2 separate regions of the Mus musculus genome follow, and region 2 is linked to region 1. A link is a contact called in public Hi-C data. All regions are on one chromosome and are shown on one strand. Each heading gives the region's core, a stretch centred on a gene start, on an enhancer-like site or on the middle of the called end of the contact. The rest is flanking DNA. Distances are from core to core; before and after follow the strand shown.

What was found. Hi-C and Micro-C count contacts between places; a contact is called where the count stands out from the background.
Region 2: a contact with region 1 is called in a Hi-C map of liver, with 4 times the contacts expected there. The contact joins two enhancer-like sites.

What each region holds. Positions count from the first base shown.
Region 1 is chr6:95,594,460-95,598,515 of GRCm38.p6, reverse strand. It overlaps Suclg2 (succinate-Coenzyme A ligase, GDP-forming, beta subunit), which reads left to right. Exons shown (of 11, transcript NM_011507.3): 3 at 2,763-2,862; 4 at 3,766-3,856. Among named protein-coding and RNA genes, the nearest start is that of Suclg2, 120 kb to the left of the region's middle. Within about 2 kb of position 1,320, at least 18 of the 459 cell types and tissues checked have an H3K27ac peak or open chromatin away from gene starts, as enhancers often do. A contact at or near this core is called in liver, where this site is marked.
Region 2 is chr6:95,933,101-95,936,973 of GRCm38.p6, reverse strand. No RefSeq gene overlaps it. Among named protein-coding and RNA genes, the nearest start is that of Gm38864, 30 kb to the right of the region's middle. Within about 2 kb of position 2,558, at least 10 of the 459 cell types and tissues checked have an H3K27ac peak or open chromatin away from gene starts, as enhancers often do. A contact at or near this core is called in liver, where this site is marked.

The DNA.
Region 1 (4,056 bases), core at 71-2,570:
GAACATATTTCTGACTGGTATACAAGTTGTGGGAAATAGCAGACTGAGTAGACTCCCTTTTCCGTTTGTCTATTTGCACTGACTTGGAGGTGGAGCTCTCAGAATGGCTCAGTGGCAGAGCACATCCTTAGCCTGGGCTAGGATGGGTCAATCCCTGGATTCTATCTGTGACACTCCAAAACAAAACAAACCCAAGTATTAGTGTCCTGATATGTGGCTTCAGTTACCAAAATGGTTGCATGACTTATCACCAGGGTGGCATGGAAACCTCTGACACGAGGACGGAGAGTGACAGGCCAGTTGATAAATTCCATCAAGGTTACAGCCATTTCTGGGTCTTGGAGGTTGATGACTAGAACTGCTTTAATCAGCCTTTGGGGTGCCACTTATCAGTAGCCAGTTAGGGGTGCTGCCTGGCACTCCAGTTGTGCTGTTGAAAAGCCGAGAGGGAAGAGCGTCTCTCCTGAGCAACAAGGGCATTGAAGATGATAATGACAGTGGGGTACCCTGAGGCTCTAAAGAATGTGAAGGGGCTGTAATTACACCGTTGAGCAGACAGCAAAACAGTATTTTCTCTCCTTGAAGTCTTCAGAAGACAAATAGGAAACATCTTTCCCTACCATTTTTGGCAGTCACTGAGAGTAATCGTTCCGGTGATAGCCCTCATACTTTGTGAATACACCAGCCATGGAGGTCATCACTTCAGGTCCTCTACCGAGTTTTGTCTTCATGCTGTTCTAGCACTGTGTGCTTCTTTTCAGACAGGCATCTTCTTCCATCCTTTTGTGTACCTCTACAAGAGTTTTGTTTGCTTATTGTCTTACAGCGTTGATATGAAACACAGGGCTTGCTCTCCTACTGAGGCGCGTGCACCCCTAGCCCTAGAGTTGGGCATCTTAGTCCAGGTTTCTGTCAGTGCAGTATCACTGTGTATGGACTGGCTGCTGTCCCGTGCAGTAGCCTAATGAACAGTGAGTTAACTTGGCTCAGCCGCTCTTCTGGGGAGTTCTGAGAGTGAGCAGCGACCATAGCTTGTTTGTACCCAGCTTATGGGTGGCCACCTTGTTTTAAGTCAGGGATCGGCTGCTGATGTGATGGTTCCTGTTGATGGCAGAAGCAAGAGTCAAAGGCGTGACAGGGCTGTGTTCCAAGAAGGAGCTGTGCTTTGGCTGAGCCTTGTCTGTGGGAGGAAAGGTTTATGTGAGAGACAGGAGTCCAGCAGGGAAAGCAGCAAATGAGCCCTGCAGCTGCAGCCTCTGCACGGGCTGGCTGATCACTGACCCTATGCCTTCAGAGTGCTCTGTCTCGTTATAGCTCCCTAGAACAAAACCTTGGTGGATCTTTGACCTTCAGTCTTTGCCTGATTGACTGTGAGCATCAATGGCAATGACTCCTAAACTGAAGCAGCCAAGAATGCAACATGAACTTTGGCAGTTATTTTTAAAGCTTTTATCCATTTGTTTGAATGCTTAGAGTGCGTGTGCGTGCGTGGGAGTGCAGCAGGGTGTGGACTTGATGCTGGGTGTTTTCCCCAGTTAGTCCCCATCAGTTCCCTTGATGAGCCTGGAGCTCACTGATTTAGAGAGGCTGGCCAGCTCCTGCACTCCAGGGACTTCCTGTCTTTACTTCCCCATCACTGGGATAATAAGCTTGTGCCATTGCCCTTACTTGGATGCTGGGGATCAGAACTCAGGTCCTTAGGCTTACAGAGCAAACGCTTTAACTACTGAGCCACCTCCCTCTCAGCGTGCTCTCCTCTGATCCTTAAAACAATCCTGACTGTTGTTTCAAGTAATAAGCTGAGTCTCAGAGGCCTATGGTTAACATCACCTATCTGAGCAAGGAACACCATGGTAGCCTAATGGAAGATGATTCAATTCTCTGATTTAAATAAAGGTGACACACAAACACAAGGCCAGCTGTGGCCTGAGATGCATGGCATGTGCATTTGTTTGTTTGTTTGTTTTAACGCATTTGATTTGGAGCATTCCTCCTGCCCCCAAATCGGGAAAGGGAGCTCTTGCTTGCTAAAGACCCCATTTATCAGTAGGTGACTTCTCACCCCACTTCTCTGCCAGGCCTATAGACACACTTGAGTTTATAACTCTGGTCTGAAAGGTCGGGAGCAGGGAGTTTATTCTTTCTTTGCATGAGCTGAGAAACAAATATTCCCAAACCCTTTTCCCCTAGGAGATTTTTTTCATTTTGCCAATACTTTATGAAAAATATTGCTTGCTTTTAGTTTTAATTCATTTCCTTCTTTCTTGGCCATCCCTGTCAATATATAGAACAACTACTCAGAAAACTGTTAGTTTCCAGGAATCCAGTTATTAAAGTCAGCCTTTGTGTCTTGTCTGTAAACCCTTTCCGTACCCAGTCCCATCTCCCTCTGACATCTCAAAGCTCACAGTTAGATCCTCTGCCACATGGGAGTGTCATGACACAGTACAAGTTGTACTGTGTCCCTAGCTTTATCTAGCACACTCAGAAGACAAGGGAACTCGAGCCTGGCTTTCTCCATAGGTGTGACTATCTGGGCTCTACACTGGTGGATGTATTTGACTGTCCTCTGTAAACAAGCTTTTTTAGTTATTTTGAAGTTTCTCATTGTCTTCATTTTGAAAGTTGATTTAGGAGCTTTTAGTAAAGTTGTGTGGAAGTGAAGTCCTATACTATTATTTCTTTTTTTCCTACCCCTTTAAAGAAGAGATGAAATAAGGAAAGGATTTCAAACAATTACTGTCTGGATTTTTCTTTTTCAGATGCAAAAGAAATTGTTTTAAAAGCCCAGATCTTAGCTGGAGGAAGAGGAAAAGGTGTCTTCAATAGCGGTTTGAAAGGAGGTGTTCATTTAACAAAAGAGTAAGTCTGAATGGTTTAGGGCCCATCCTGATCCTGACTGAAAGGGTTCTTGAGGGTCTAGGGCTGGGGCCAGTGTGTGGTACCGAGAGGAAAGGGAAGCTCTGGCAGGTGGCCTTTCCCCCAGAGCCTCCTCTCATTAGAGGGTTTTATACCCCGCACTGAGGAAGATTACACTTCCCCTCTCCCAGACAATCTGTGATACATCCTAAGAGTGGGAAATAACACTGCTTGCAACTGTAATACCATTTCCATCATCTCATTTCCATGAAAAATATTATGTGGTTCCTGTGACCAGTGGCGTCTTTGTGGCGCCTGGTCTGATAGTTTATGCTTGCCTGTATCTGAACATCTTTCCAGCATCTTGCAGCCTTTCCTTTCTCCCCATCACAGTCTTTTCATTGATTGTGGTCCCTGTTTTCCCTCTCATTGTTTACTGTTTCCCAGATCATCCATTATCAGTTTCTATATAAGTCTCTTATGCATCCAGTATTGTTTCTTTATATATTAGTTTGGTGAGGGAAGGGGTGTGAAGCAGAGTTCAGCATTCCTTCATTCATTCACTCATTCCTTCATTTGTATTTGGCTTTCAGTGACATGCAGGCTGTAAATGGAAAGATATGCATTCCCTGGGTAATGGGGGGATGTAGGCTAGAGGTGGACTCTGGACAGTGTGGATCTGAGGAGGTGGGGTGGTAATCCTGCACAGTAGGGATGTGAGGAGGTGGGGTGATAATCCTGCACAGTAGGGATGTGAGGAGGTGGGGTGGTGCAGTAGTCCTGGGCAGTGTGGTGTGAAGAGTTAGGATGGTGGAGGTGACCCTTGATATTGTGAACCCTGCTGTATCATGATTTGCAATTTGCCCTAATTGTTTTTTGTTATCCCCTCTTTTTTATCCCTCCTAGCCCTAAAGTAGTGGGAGAGTTGGCTCAACAGATGATTGGTTATAATCTAGCAACGAAACAAACTCCAAAAGAAGGTGTGAAAGTTAACAAGGTAATGTGGCTATTCTTAGTCATTTCGAATGCACTTAAAACAAAAGAACAGAGGCTAGACTCTACTTTGACCGATTCTCATGAAACACTGTTCTTTGACAACATACTGGTTTTGTTTAGGGAGTGCTGTGTCTTGGAAGAAAGACCTGAAGGACTGTGTACATTGGCCGTTCACCAAAACCCAGTGAGGTGAATGACCAG
Region 2 (3,873 bases), core at 1,309-3,808, 340 kb before region 1:
CAAAGTCCAAAAGAACAAGTGAGCACATGTTGCGAAGCAAACCCTTTCTAAGTTCCCTTTTAATGCCCTGCTACCCACATAAGCAGTGGAACAGCCAGAGACTCCTTCTGAAGAGGTCTTGGCTCTCTGTAGAGTCATGTCTGCAGCTTTTCCCTCTCTGAGTTATCCTGCCTGCTAGTGAACAGCAGCTGGCAGTATTCATTGTTTGCTGAATGAGGGGGCTAGAATTCGTACTGAGGCTGTATATTTACCTTTGTAGCACTGGGGTTTCCCAAAACTTCTGCAAACAGGTACTTTCACCTCATGAAATGTTTCCTGGGAATTGAATACAGAGAAACAGACATCTACACGGGAAATGAAAATGCTGTTTACATAGCACATTTGTCTTCTGGTGCCTACAGGGACTGGGAAATAAACAGACTGGGAAGAGATCTGTGTTTGGACTGCCTTGACTCCATCTTTGCCTTTTTGCCAAATTCTGTTGTGTTAGAAGCTCAGTTTCTTACTTCACACAAGGTAATGGGAAGCACCTCCCTCACAAATGAAGCCAGAGAGGCAGTTTAGGAAAGCACCCTGATGAGGCTCAGCGGAGGACTGTCCTGAGAATATTGGTGCCATTAGTGGAAGCCTCTAAAGCACGTGTACACATAAAGAAAGATTACCATGGCCATCTGTTCAACACTTGTTGACGTATGTTCTTTCTATTGTTTCTGCAATGGTAATTTTTTTTTATCCTAGACAATTCTATTTCTCCTTCCAACCCTACCAGTATGGAGGAAACATGAAGTTAGATGAGGAAACATCTGTGTCTTAGGACAACAGCACACTGCCAGTGAACCTGGGCTAACCAGACCCTGAGATCCTCGGCCAGGGTTTCATCACTAAGAGAGGGACCACGACTAGGGCATTTCCCTTGACTCTAACCCCGCACTTGGGACAGCCAATGGTGATGCCCTGTCCATCCCAAGAAGACCTGCCACTATGATGGCAGGTCCCCAGGAAACTGGCCATTTCCCACTGCCCTGCCTTTCTGCTTTGCCATATAAACACTCCATAGAAACACAACCAAGCAATTCATTGCAGCAGGGGGTGGAGGTGGGGGTGAGGGTGGGAGTGCATGCTGAACCATGGATGGATGGAGATAGCTCCCCTTCTTTCTCACTGTAGCACTACTTACATACTTTCTAGAAGAATCTTCAGATGGCACTAAGAAGACTTAGACCCACCTCTCTACTGTGGTGGTAATCTAGTCACTCATGATCTCTAAGGGATCCTAATCCATGCCCTCCATTTCCCTGATTCTTTGTTTGGTTTTTTGTTAGTTTTCACTTGGACTTCTTGATACTTTCCACATGAAGAACCTTGCAACCCCATCTCCATGTCTCCTCCTTTGGTGATCCCAAGTAAGACACCAAACACAGTGAGATGCACCCGACTTGCCAAGACTGTCATTAGCCCTTGCCGGGAATCTAAGACAGTCCTTGCCAGCATAAGTGAGTGTCTGGCATTTGCAGTTTCTCTAGAGAGAGCAATTGTGTTGGCTTTGTCTTTGTATCATCTCTGTTCTTTATATTCCCCAAGCAGCAAAAATCTTCTACTAAAATATTGAAAAATGTCTACAATTCAGTATTTTTATTATTAAAGTACTACCTATTTTACATTCACTATTTTATAACCTATTTTAATAATCTATTACCTATGTATTCTAGTAGATTCAAATACCTTGTAAAAACATAAAAAGCATTATCTCTACTATATTGTTCTGAAAGGGCTAATGGTCCCTCAGTCCCCTGTCCTCATGATATCTGGATCCTTTTCCATCTGATCTTAGATTCAACTGCAAACCCATTTCATGCTGACCCAAATTAGAAAAAGCAAATGAGATATTACTGCCTTTGGCTCCCCACCTCCCCACAATCCAGTTGAGAAGACAAATGCACACATAAACAACTCTGATTTAAGATGAGCCCTGGCTAGTTCTGGAATACAAGCACAGAAGGCAATATACTGGGAAAAGGAGAGATTTGTTTCCAAAGAGAGACTCAGGAAAGGCTTGGGCATCCTGCCACTGATAGACTTTGTGCCATCTCCCTGAGCTGGACAACATAGGGGGAGAGGAGGTAAAAGCATTAGCCCTGATTTGAAAGCATGTAAAACTTGCCCTTAGCCCTGCAAACAATCTGTAGTTCCAAGAGTGTTTATGTGAATGACACAGTTTGTTTCGTATTGCAGAGTTCCTGTAGGGAATTGTGCCAAGTGGTTACAACCCTAGTTACTGATTAGTAAGAAGTCAGGGGATGACTCAAGTAAAAAAGATAGGCCCATGTTGAAAAAATAATGAGAATCCACAGGAAGAGCAGGCTGGACCAGGAAAATCATACTCACACTCAATGTATTTTTTCCATATGTGGAGAGAATTGGTGTCTTGGTCCACAAAGGCAAGGCTGGTCCATCTTGTAAAGAGCTGGGGCTCATTTTTAGCTGCTATGGCTCACAAGTAGGATAGCATGAGCTAGTTTTCCAAAATGTTCCAGCAACCCTTATCTAAGCATTCAAAGTTCTAACCTACCGTTATATAACCCATGAGTGGCCAAGTCAGGATTACATTCCCTAAACTCCTAGCCACCTTCTCTCATCAGTCCCTACTGCGACATCTTTCTTTTACATGCCAGCAAGTCTCATGTGGATTTTTGTCATCTGGACTTGTCTCCAGCCTTCAATTTTTTTTCCTTGCAATATATATTCCATTCTTCCTCCGATGTTATCCTTCTGAAGCCTGATATCAAGCCATCTAATGAATGGCTGAGAGAGTGGGTATTGGCTCAGACAGGTTTGCATTTGAGTCTCGGGTCTAGAAATTTAAACTCAATGGTATGCTTCTGGAATTGATAAATGGAGCCCACTGCCTCAGTACATAGCAACAATTCTTTATCGTAAGCCACACCCACTAATTTACATATTAGCTATGATCACTTCTCTCCTGTGATGAGAGAATTTAGTCTTAACGGGAACTCAACAAAACACAAAGCCTTTAAAATACCTGCTACAGAACACCTTGGCCCTTGTATGTGAGAAGTATCAGAGATTAATAAAAGCTCATGAAGAGGAAACTCAACCTACATGCATAATATAAATGCTTAGTAAATGTCCGATACTGTAATTACCATTATTACTTCAGAATTTCTACTCATTGGCCTGCAAGAAATCAGAGCTCTGCATGCCTGAATTCTCTCCAAAAGGAGATCCATGCTTAGGACACAGTGGAGTTTCCTGATCCTACATCAGCCTTTTCCATAAATCACACCCCTTAAGACTCAAGAAACTACATTGTAGCTTTCTCTGCTCCCTTCTCCTGAACTCCCAGTTAGATCTAGACCTGCTTCCGTGCCCAATTCTCAATGCCATAAACTCCAAAGTGTACTTTCCCTTACAAATGGGCATTTCCTAAACAATCAAGCAGAGGACTAATCATGCAGCCTGAAACCAAGATTAAAGATTTGTTTTAAAACTTTATTATTAAAAAAAAAAAAGTCAAATTACGGCCCTTTCAAGACAGACAAGAACTGTTAAATTCCAAGCTGTCTCATTTCTTATAAACTGGGCAGTTTCTTTTCTTCAATGAGCATTATGGACTTATAACTAAACTACTTGTGCTCTTCTTTTTATCCATCTCCTTTCACATCCCTTCACTGCTAGGGTTACTGACTCCTTTCAGGCAAACATTCACTCCTGCATCTGTGTGTTCTATCACTTTATTCACTGTTGAAAAATGTCGCTTGTCATCCTGAAGCAGGATGTATTGACCAAAGTGCTGGGGACACAAAAAAGTGTGTGTGTGTGGGGGGGGGGGGCAACAATTGACATGCAAAGTGA